Regions from separate parts of the Mus musculus genome. Here all the other regions are linked to region 2. A link is a contact called in public HiChIP or PLAC-seq and Micro-C data. All regions are on one chromosome and are shown on one strand. The core of a region is the stretch at or near the end of the contact, and the rest is flanking DNA. Distances in the headings are between cores, read along the strand shown. Region 1 holds the start of Tob1 (transducer of ErbB-2.1). Region 2 holds the start of Ppp1r9b (protein phosphatase 1, regulatory subunit 9B). Region 3 holds the start of Ngfr (nerve growth factor receptor (TNFR superfamily, member 16)). Region 4 holds the start of Phb (prohibitin).

Region 1 (2,700 bases), core at 73-2,572, 780 kb before region 2:
TCCAGGAAGCATGGCCCGAATGCCCAGGACAGGGAAGGGGAAGGCAGGGCCCTGGGCGTTTCATTCACTGCTGCGCTTTCTCCCCCCCCCCAACCCCCCCCCCCCTTCTCTCCGAGGCTCCCCCTCGACTTTCTCTCGCCTTTACCCAGTCCGAGTTTGACGTCGGTCTCCTGGAGACCAGACAGCCAATCGTCTGGCCGCTAAGGTCCAGTGCGACCAATCAGGCATCGTTGCTACCTGTGAGTAATTATTTTTAGCCAAGAGGAACGCCCCGTTCCACTCCGGACGATAACTCGGATTTCTGGGCTGCAGGTTGTGGAAACGGCGCCTATCCGCGCCCCTAGAGTCCCTGGCGTCCCTATTCCCTGGACACCTGTGCACAGTTCATAAACTCTCGCAGGTTCCTCAGCGAGGCCTCGTGTTTATTTTGTGGGCCTGGGTGAAAGTTCTCAAAATGCACGCGTGGGCACGCACACAGAGTCACACAGGCAGTTTGGCAGCGTGTCGCTCTCTGCGACGTTTGATATAAGACAATTTTTTTTTCTTACGGTCTCAAGCAACCCTCATGTCCGAGCTGCTGCCAGGTGACCCGGGGAGATTTGGCCAGGGGGAGCTGCAGAGGCAGTTAAACTGTCACCTGTGCGGGAGGTGCAGCGACGTGGCCTCCCTTCCCCACCCCCAGGTTCTGCAGTTGTCACTCTCGGGGTGGCAGTTGGCCTAGGCCCTGCGGGGATTAATACTCAATGAATCGGGAGCACGAGTCCCGGTTACCCCGGGATGGGCTGAGACCCACAGGCTAGCTCGCCCAGGAGTGGGGTTTTCCTCGGCCACAGTCGCACTCGCTCGGAAGCAGCCTTTTCCGTGTACTCTGCCCTCCCTCCCCCAGCCTCGGCTGCCCCTCCCGGCCGGTCCCCGCCGCGTCGCCACCTGCTCCCCCTCCTCCCCCCCCACCCCCCACCCCCCACCCCCAGGCCCCCGGGCCCTGCCACCCCATCCCTACCATCCCATCCCTACCCTTGTCCAATCCCCTTCCAAGGCCTCCCTTAACCCCTCCCCCAACCTCTCGGGACTCTCAGCTCATTGGTCACAGCGGCGTTCAGGAGGCGTGACCATCTATCAGCGGCCGTCTGGACGTGGGCAGGCGGGACTTGGCCAATGGCGTCGGGGGGCAGGGCAGGGGCGGAGTCGGCGCGGCCGGGGGGTGCCGGGTGGGGAGGGCGGGACTGTGACGCGAGCGGCGCGCACCCCCGCGGAGGCTGGGGGCGGGGAGGAGGCTATAAAACGAGAGGCGGGGCGCGCGCCGCGGCAGAAGGAGCGAAGCTCTGGCCCGGCGCGCAGAGGGCGCTGTACGGGGACGCAGGGCCGGGCCGCCGGGCTGTGTAGAGAAGCGAGCGCGCTCGTGTAAGCTTGCCGTCCCCGCCACCCCTGAGCCAGAGCAGCGAGCTCCCGGACCCGCCCGAGGCGTCCGTCGCGTGTCCGGCGGTGGCGACGTCTTGCACCCCGTCGCCTCGCCGCTCCCGACCCACCCGCGCCCCCGCCCGCTGCCCCTTCTCCCCCGCCCAGCCGCGGCTCGGCGGCGGCCGCAGCTCCGGAGCAGCTTGTAAGTACGGCGGGGCGGCGGCTAGGGGCCGAGGGAGTGGCTGCAGCGTCCTGCGAGCCCGGGTGTGGAGGGGCGGCCTCGGGGACCCAAGGGAATGGAGTGGCTCCGGGGACCTGGTCCGGAGGCTTGACGGCCGACGGGCAACCGGGAGGAGGGAGCACCCGGGGTGGGGGCAGCGGCGCCCAGGCAGGGGGAGGGGGCGCCGGGATACAGGGATCGGGCCCGGACCGGTGCTCCGGGATGCTGGCTAGGTCCCAGGAGCCTCGAGCGGGGAGCAGAGTGGGGGACGGCAGGGTCAGGTTACGGCGGGGGAGGGGAAGACTGGGCGGCCCGCGCCGCGACCTGCCGGTGCCCGGGCCGCGTCCCTGAGGCAGCTAAAGAGCCTGCTCTCCTTTTCCCCGGGCCGAGCTCCTCCTCCCGGAGCAAGTCTAGTAGTCTTCCTCCTCTTCCTCCTCCTCCTCCTCCTCCTCCTCCTCCTCCTCCTCCTCCTCCTCCTCCTCCACCTCCACCTCCTCTGGCTGTTGCTGCTGCTGTAGCGCTCGGGCTCCCAGCGCTGTGAGCAGAAATCTAATGAGACCCAACTGGCTGTTTATGTAATTCTTCACAGTCCTGTGTTAAGGCGTTGCTTTAAAAACCACCTTCCACCCAGCCTGTCTGGGCTCGGCTGCACCTTCAAGCAGTCCAGCTGAATCTGCTTTCTCTGCCTGCTCTTGGGTTTCGGCTTGGAAAGTGTAGTTTGGGGGCTACACGAGAGATTCTTTGCCCTTTGTCACCAAGAATATGGAAAATGGAACAGACGGATCCACACCAGTTTGATTATTTTAAATGCCCTTTTTGATCAACCTCGTTGTACAAATAGCTCTCCCTTGGAAATACCTCTCTTTGCCCTTGATCTTTTCTTATCCCCACCCAGTGCTGATCCAGCAAACGTTTAAAGGTCGACCTTTTCGCTCCAGCCTCTCCAGGGACTGCCCGTTTATCCGAAGAGGGAAGGAGATGGCTTTTAAAAATAAGAATAAAACTGAGAAACTCTGCCCTTTAAGCAGAGTAATCAATAGGAGTTTTAAGCTGCTTGTTTTTCTTATACTTGCAGCTGAGAG
Region 2 (2,700 bases), core at 87-2,586:
GGGGGAGGCTTTGTGCCTGAGTTGTTTTCTGGGTCCTAGTGTCCACCCTGTTCAGTTCCTGGGAATCTACCAACGACTGGAGGAGCTACACATCTAGACCTGACTGAATATTGGACGGATCCTCACTGCTAGATTGGGGAAGGATAACGGGCATAACAAGGCCCCTTGTTGTGTATGTGAGGAATGAAGGAGCTCTAAAGAAGCTGAGTTTTCAAGGTGGGATTTGTAGGGTACACACACACACAAACACGCTTGCACACAAGTGACCAGAATCCTCTAAGTCTGAGACCCAACGTAGAACTCTCAATAGGGAAACTTTAGCCCTGGGACTCTAGAATCATTCCTTCCAACCTCCCCCAACACCTTACAAACCTTCCTGTTTCAGAGATCTTTTCTGGCAGGTTATGAAGGCCAGGATTCTATACCTCTCCCCAAAGGGGTAGGTGAACAACGTCATTTTAAGACTTCCCAAGGCAAAAAAGCATCTTTGGTAATCTCCTGCCATATGGGTGATGTAACCCCCAACCCTGTCCCTTTCTTCATTTCTCCTCCGGACAGAGCACCACAAAGATTGCTGGGCCCAAGTTTTACATTCTGAAAGATGAAAAAAAAAAAATTCCTATGGGGAATTGTTAAAATGAAGAATCCCAGGTTCCGCCTCTGAGATTCCCCTTCACCTTTGGGAAGGAGCTAGAAATTATGTACTTTGATCTAGCACCCAAAAGTTTTGTTGCTGGTACCCCTGAACACTCTAAGGACCTTTAGAGAAATGATTAAGGGCCCTCCCCACAGAACCCCTTCACTTTGTGGGAGGAGAAGGCCAGTTCCTGCTGTGGCTGGATGGCTCCCCGCCCCCAGGGTTAAATGAGGGGACGCCTAAGTGGATTGTGAAAAGCCGAGTTTGGGATGGGAGGGCTGAAGAAGAATAGCCAAGGTCGGTGAAGCTGCGGAAGGCTGTCCGCCAACTATGAGTAGGAGAGACCAGGCGACAGGGTGGAAGGGAAGGGGAGGGCTCACAGGCTCCGGCCCCGGAAATCCGATCCCTTTAGGACCCAGTGGTACCAGTCCCCCAGCGGCGGCGGCGAGAAGGGCAGCCGCTCGGTCTCCGGCAGCCGCGGTTCGGGCAGAGCTAGAGAAAGACCGAGGCTCGGGGCGCGGGGGGGAGGGAGGGAGGGAGGGAGGCGCGGCGGAGCGGCCCGGGTCAGCGGAGCAGCCACGGGCGCGGGGATGCCGGGCACCCCGAGAGCCAAGGCCCCCGGCCGGAGTAGGGGGCGCCTGCGCCGCCAGCGCCGCTGACACCGCCTCGGAGGATGTGAGCCGGTGCCGTGGCCGCTGCTTCGCGGGCTGGGCGCGCGGTCCCAGCAGCTCCAGCCAGCCTCCGCTTCTTCAATTTGGGTGGGGGCGACCGCACCAGGCCGCTAGAGCTTTCGAAGGGGGCTGGCTGTCTTTGGCAGCTTGGTTGGGGGAGGCGACCCACACAGGGCGCTCGGAGATTTTTTTTTTTTAAAGCAGGGTTAACTGTTTTTTGGCAGCTTGGTTTCTGGGGGACTCTATAGAAGGCCTTTCGGGATTTCTTTCTTTGGGGGGAGGGGGCGGTGGTCCCGACTTGGCCAGCCGCCTGCTGGAGGGGGGCAGCGGGGAGCAGGGGGATGCGAACCCGGCTCCCCCAACCATGATGAAGACGGAGCCTCGGGGGCCCGGGGGTCCCCTCCGGAGCGCCTCCCCGCACCGCAGCGCCTACGAAGCGGGCATCCAGGCACTAAAGCCTCCCGATGCACCCGGGCCCGACGAGGCACCCAAGGCGGCCCACCATAAGAAATATGGCTCCAACGTCCACCGCATCAAAAGTATGTTCCTGCAGATGGGCACCACCGCGGGGCCGCCGGGTGAGGCAGGCGGAGGCGCAGGCATGGCCGAGGCCCCACGGGCGTCCGATCGCGGGGTGCGCCTGTCCCTGCCGCGGGCCAGCAGCCTGAACGAGAACGTAGACCACAGTGCCCTGCTCAAGCTGGGCACCAGTGTGTCGGAGCGCGTGAGCCGCTTCGACTCCAAGCCCGCGCCCTCGGCGCAGCCCGCTCCTCCGCCGCACCCGCCGTCCCGGCTGCAGGAGACGCGGAAGCTGTTCGAACGGAGCGTCCCCGCGGCCTCGGGTGGCGACAAGGAGGCCGTGGCGCGGCGGCTGCTGAGGCAGGAGCGCGCCGGCCTGCAGGACCGGAAGCTGGACGTCGTGGTGCGCTTTAACGGCAGCACCGAGGCGCTGGACAAGCTGGATGCTGACGCCGTGTCGCCGACGGTCAGCCAGCTCAGTGCGGTCTTCGAGAAAGCCGACTCGAGGACCGGCCTTCACCGTGCACCCGGCCCCCCTCGGGCAGCCGGGGCGCCCCAGGTCAACTCGAAGCTGGTCACTAAGCGGTCCCGGGTGTTCCAGCCACCGCCGCCGCCTCCCGCCCCGTCGGGGGATGGCGCGACCGAGAAGGAGCGTGGCCCCGGAGGGCAGCAGCCCCCACAGCACCGGGTGGCCCCTGCCCGACCTCCGCCTAAGCCGCGGGAGGTGCGCAAGATCAAGCCGGTGGAGGTTGAAGAAAGTGGGGAGTCTGAGGCCGAGTCGGCTCCCGGGGAAGTGATCCAGGCCGAGGTGACGGTCCATGCAGCCTTGGAGAATGGCAGCACCCCGGCCACCACAGCCAGCCCTGCACCCGA
Region 3 (2,709 bases), core at 160-2,659, 600 kb after region 2:
CTGGACCGGAAGGAGCACGGAGGGCTCAGGGCCCGTGGCGGCTTAACTTAGAAGGGACTCAGTGCGCAGCCCAAGGCGCGCACGCAGCTCCCAACAGCAATCCCTCGCCCGCAGTGCCCCCTGCGGGTCGCCTGGGGTTTTGCATCCCCTAGCTGTGCGCTGCCGGAACCATCACAGCCTTGAGAGTCCCAGCGCTCCGCATCTCGAGAGCTGGCCGGCGTTTAATAGGGTAGGGGGATGCCCCGGCTCTGTCTCTCCGGGTCCACTGAGTTGCTTCAAACCACGTGAAAGGTTTGTCAAGGAACTACCCTAGAAGCGGATTTGCCATAGTGAAGTGAGCGCTCTCTTCCCTGCCTGGGATGCCCAGACGCAATTCCCGGACTGGGCGAGGCCGCTAGAAAGAGCGCTAGAACCCACGCGGGAAACGTCTGTGACTGGGCTGTCCTCATCGCATCGTCCTTGAGTAGACAGACAGGCGGGGCCCCGAGCACTTTAGGGTATGCACCTTCTTTCCATTTCTCTATCTCTTTTGTGGTTGTCTCTTTTCTGCCCTCCATAAAGCCCACTTCTCTCTCTTCAACCTCTCTGCCACTCCCGAATCGCTCCTTTCGATGCCCCTCCCCCCCATTGTCTGGCCGGTCCCCATTGTCCATACTGGGTCCCCTCTGCCTCCAGTCCCTCCAGCTGCCTCCCGCATTGTTCCGTCTCTAGCCCCTCACATCTTTAGTGCCGATCTCTTTCCCTTCCTTCTCTCTGCCCTACAACTCCCCAGGGACTAAGATGCTAAAGAGAAAACTCCCCTCGGGATCCCAAAATTCACACGCTGTCGTCAAAAGAACCCAGGCGCCCGAGATTCCCAAACCTCCCTCCACCCCACTCGAGACTGCTCCCAGTCTCCTACACCGCACCCGTCGTAGTGCTCAAGAACCAGCAGCAGCAAGCAGAACCAAGAACGGGTGTCGTTGCAACAGTCCTGTCTGCATCTCTATCCTGGGACTGGGTCGCCTCTGCGCTCTGAAAGTCCTAGAAGCTAGGAGCGCCCCTGTGGGTCATGATCCCGCAGCTCCTCCGCCACCCGTTGCCAGCATCTGGGACCTTAACGTCTTATTCTGTTCCCTGGGTGGTGGCACCCACATCCCCTTGGGGTTCAGCTCTTTGAAAAGGTTAACGGAGGTCCCTCCTACTAATCACTTACCCCTAGAAGCAGCAGCAGCAGCAGCAGCAGGCGCAGCCGGTCCATGGCGCTGCAGGCAGCACCTGCCCTCCTCATTGCTCGCCTCCGGCGACAGCGCTCAGCTTCTAGCTCAGTCCGCTCTGCGGACCGATGGTGCTGCGCGCTGAGCTGAGCTGCGCTGCGCTGCGCTCCAGCGCCCGCTGCCCGCCGGAGCTGGCGGAGGCTCCACTCGCTCTGGCTGCTAGCGGGCGGGAGCAGCTGGGTGAAGGCAATGCAGCAGCCCCGCCTCCTCCCCGCCCAGCCCGCCCAACTCCCCCCCCCCCCCAACCCCTCCGGAACCGCGCCCGCCCGGCTGCCTAGGGTGGGGAGTCCAGAGCAGTCAAGTGAGGCGTGAGAGGAGCCGCACCCGTGTGCCCCGCTGTGGCTTCTCAGTGGGCTGCCCCACGTACCCAGGGCACCTCCGGTTATGCTGAGCATAAGATGCTTCGGATCCAACGGGGGCCATTGCTCTCCTACTGATGAAGCCTGCCTCGGGGTTAACTCTCTTAAACATCTTTAGCCTAATTGCCTACCTAGCCCTTATTCCGAAAATGAGGCTGCCCTCCTTTTATGGTTGGATACACACCTTATTCCATTCTCTCTCTGTTCCAACTTGTGGAGGGATATGTTCCTTGGGGCCTTCAAGGTGAAATCTATCCCAATATCATAATTTGGGATATCTGTCTGACACTGTTTCTCTGTCTCTGTCTCTGTCTCTCTGTCCCTGTCTCCCCCTCTCCTACACACACACACACATACACACACACACACATGATAGAACCTAGGACCACACACACACACACACACACACACACACACACATGATAGAACCTAGGACCACACACACACACATGCTAAGCAAGCATTGTATCACAGAACTCTATCTCCAGCCTTTCATGAGCTTGAATGAGTCACAGGTGTGCACATAAACCCCAGGAATACACAAACACACTCTCAAGTGCACCTGTACGTGTGTGTGTTGACGTACTGACATCTGCCTATACCGTCCCTCAGGCATTCATATAGACCTGCTCATCCTACAAGGGCTCCTAACACAGACCAGACATACATCAATGCACACAGGCTGACATTCACATATACACTCCTACACACTCACATGTGTGCACTGCACAGTGGTAGTCACACAAGCCCACATCTGTATTTTGCCCTCAAATGCACACACACACACACACACACACACACACACACACACACACACACACAGAGTATACAGACAACACACAAACATGATTACATGAGTTTGTGAGTTTCCTACGGGCAGGGACAGTAGTGTCTTCTCTGACCACCCAAGTGTTCAGTCATGGAGGGGATTCAAGGGGAGAGCTGTTGAATGGATTCAACATCCACAGACTCATCCGTGAGCTGTGTAGGCCTTCTGAGGATCACACTGGCCATGCTCTAGAAGCGTGGCACATCAAACCACCTGTATGCCAAGGAATGTGCAGTCAGTCTTTCAGAAGAAACACCGCCCCGCC
Region 4 (2,700 bases), core at 1-2,500, 680 kb after region 2:
GTATATCTGGCTTCTTATATTTTAATAAGAAATAAATACCGATTGCAAATTTAAAATTGCATTTTATCTTTTAAATAAAAGTTAAGCTAAGAATAAGGAGCAGGTCTTTCTTAGAAGTCCAATGCACTATCCATTGCGCCACAGTGCCAGGGGTTTTCATGTTCTTTACAGATATTCTCAGGAGAGTTTGTATTTCGGGAGCAACAAGCCCAAAAAAATAAACTACTTCATTTTAGATTTGTGTCATGGAGAGGAATGCTATAAAAGTCACTATTTGCTTAATTGGCAAAATTGGAATGCAGACATGGATAATATTTACTTAAGTAAAAGGATAGTAGCCGGGCGTGGTGGCGGACGCTTTAATCCCAGCACTTGGGAGCCAGAGGCAGGCGGATTTCTGAATTCGAGGCCAGCCTGGTCTATAGAGTGAGTTCCAGGACAGCTAGGGCTACACAGAGAAACCCTGTCTCGAAAACAAACAAACAAACAAAAACAAAAAACAAAACAAAACAAAAAGTAAGAGGATAGATATCCTTGATCTTAGAGAATAGTAGGAGAAAGAGAAAAGTGGAGGGAGGCGAGGAGATGGAACAAAAACAACAACAAATACGCAAATTGTTGACAACAGGTGAACTTGAGAAGCCATACACATGATCTCCGTCCCTTTTTTGCAATTCCTCGAATATAACTTGGAAAAAAAGATGCCCAGAGATTTAGACCCTAAATCAAGAGCCTTTACTGAAGTATTGCAAGACCTGAATGACCGACTCCCTTCCTCTTCTTTCTAAGCCGTTTTTAAGGTTATGGAGTGGCTTGGAAGATCAACATCTTACGTCCCTGAGGGCTGTCCTTAACTTCCCTAGCAGTCTCTCAGTGCATGAATTATTTTACCTCACCTTTATCCAAAATGCCCACCCATTCCTTCACCACCTTGTGATTTCCTCTACCAAGTGGAAGCCCAACTCCTTTCCGATCCAGTCTGCTTCCGGCTTCTGGAACCACCTCCTTGAGGAATAGGCACGTGCATATATTACCAAGGAACTACAACTCCCGAAAGGCTTTGCGGCAACATCCCATCCGTTCTCACCAGTCAGAAACGGGTTTCCTGAAAGAGCCCGTTGCTGCATGATCTTTTGGGAGTTGTAGTTGACCTCATTAAAGCCACAGAGCCCGCGGAAGACTGCAAAACACGTTTCCCAGAATGCACGTCGCTCGGCTTCACCAATTGAAGGGTCGGATCTTGAAGAGGCGGGGGTCGGGGGGGGGGGAGGAGCTGCCTGGCGCACGCGCAGTATCCGGAGCTGGGGAATTCATGTGGAGGTCAGAGTGAAAGCAGGTAAGCGTGGTAGGAGCGGTAGAGGCCTCTGGTCCTATGTCCCTGTAGCCTGCCTCTGCTTTCCTATGTACAATGAGGGCATGGGATGCATGTGTGGGTACGCCTAGTGGAGAAGGGGGAAATCTCGGTCCAGAAGGAGTTAGGAATGTGCAAGGGGAGGGGACAGGATGAGGAAAAATCCAGAAGCTGGTGGAGTAAAAAGAGCTGGATGTCAGAGACAGAGGATAAATGTGCATGGAGAAATCCCGATACACAAGCAGTTGAAGTCTGAGAAAGGGGAGGGCGAGTTTGAGGATTGTACCAAGGGTGACGCAGGGGCGGGACATTAAAAAGTTCAAGGCTAACTGGTTTCTAGTTTGTCAGCTACGTGCCCCCACCCGTCCCGCCGCAGCCCCACCTCCAGTCCTTCACCGCTCTGCCTCGCTGCACCCCTGCCAGCCCCTGCTTTCCTATTAACTGGTATGGGGAGGAGTTCTACAATGTCTTCTAGAATTCGGTCTTCTCATTCTAACCCTGGTTCTACTACTTAAGAGTATAACCTCTCTATGCACTTCAGCAGTCATAACCTTCATAAAGTAACTGAAGGTTAAACAAGGCTGTCGGAGACCGTGTAACTTAAATGTTAACAGAAATTGCCCTTTTTGTTGTTGGCTTCAGCCGTGTAGCACCGGTCTCGCTTGTGGCCTATTGGTCTAGGAAAAGGGAGTGTGGTTTTTCTGTGTACTAAGTTCCTCGTGGGTACAAAGCACCGTTCCTACGCTGAGCCAAGTGTCGCAGACTCTTTCTCTGAATGGTTGTAAAGAAACACGTCCACAAACGCAGACATGATCTACAGTTTGCAAGGTGGTCAGTGTTATGGGGCGTTCAGTGAGTGAGTTTGGGCCCACAGGTGTAGACATATGAAAATGTATGTTGAGACATGAACTCTGTGCCTCAGAGCGGGCTTTCTCTGAGAATCTGGTGTCAAAGTGTTTTATGTTTACCCCGTGTTTAGGTGTGAGTGGAAGCAACAGAAGGAGTCATGGCTGCCAAAGTGTTTGAGTCCATTGGAAAGTTCGGCCTGGCGTTGGCAGTTGCAGGAGGCGTGGTGAACTCTGCTTTGTATAATGGTGAGGCGCGGAAGAGCTTTCTGCATAGTTTCTGTTGATCTGCATAGCCCATGTGTCATTCCTTTTAAAAAAAAAAAAAGATTTATTTATTTTATTTATATGAGTACACTGTCGCTGTCTTCAGACCCACCAGCAGAGGGCATTGAATCCCATTACAGATGGTTGTGAGCCACCATGTGGTTGCTGGGAATTGAAATCAGGACCTCTGGAAGAGCAGTCAGTGCTCTTAACCGCTTTGCCATCTCTACAGCCCAT

The links. A called contact is a pair of places that touch in the nucleus more often than the background predicts. HiChIP or PLAC-seq counts read pairs in DNA pulled down with a chosen protein or histone mark.
Region 1: a Micro-C map of embryonic stem cells shows a contact between it and region 2, with 2.8 times the contacts expected there. The contact joins the promoter of Tob1 here to the promoter of Ppp1r9b in region 2. A contact is called at or near these places in 1 of 39 promoter capture datasets (pre-B cells), 3 of 484 Hi-C or Micro-C datasets (CD4 T cells and embryonic stem cells) and 1 of 115 datasets of contacts at active chromatin or transcription factors (memory CD8 T cells).
Region 3: a contact with region 2 is called in an H3K27ac HiChIP or PLAC-seq map of bone marrow-derived dendritic cells, with 2.8 times the contacts expected there. The contact joins the promoter of Ngfr here to the promoter of Ppp1r9b in region 2. A contact is called at or near these places in 1 of 39 promoter capture datasets (pre-B cells), 2 of 484 Hi-C or Micro-C datasets (both in embryonic stem cells) and 3 of 115 datasets of contacts at active chromatin or transcription factors (bone marrow-derived dendritic cells, embryonic stem cells and pancreatic cancer cells).
Region 4: an H3K27ac HiChIP or PLAC-seq map of bone marrow-derived dendritic cells shows a contact between it and region 2, with 4 times the contacts expected there. The contact joins the promoter of Phb here to the promoter of Ppp1r9b in region 2. A contact is called at or near these places in 1 of 39 promoter capture datasets (pre-B cells) and 2 of 115 datasets of contacts at active chromatin or transcription factors (bone marrow-derived dendritic cells and bone marrow-derived macrophages).

Annotation. Positions count from the first base shown.
Region 1 is chr11:94,210,132-94,212,831 of GRCm38.p6, forward strand. Tob1 (transducer of ErbB-2.1) reads left to right here and starts at 1,323. Exons shown (of 2, transcript NM_009427.2): 1 at 1,323-1,600.
Region 2 is chr11:94,989,876-94,992,575 of GRCm38.p6, forward strand. Ppp1r9b (protein phosphatase 1, regulatory subunit 9B) reads left to right here and starts at 1,337. Exons shown (of 10, transcript NM_172261.3): 1 at 1,337-2,700. The coding sequence starts at 1,673.
Region 3 is chr11:95,586,289-95,588,997 of GRCm38.p6, forward strand. It overlaps Ngfr (nerve growth factor receptor (TNFR superfamily, member 16)), which reads right to left and starts at 1,410. Exons shown (of 6, transcript NM_033217.3): 1 at 1,196-1,410. The coding sequence starts at 1,270.
Region 4 is chr11:95,665,707-95,668,406 of GRCm38.p6, forward strand. It overlaps Phb (prohibitin), which reads left to right and starts at 1,251. Exons shown (of 7, transcript NM_008831.4): 1 at 1,251-1,336; 2 at 2,331-2,445. The coding sequence starts at 2,358.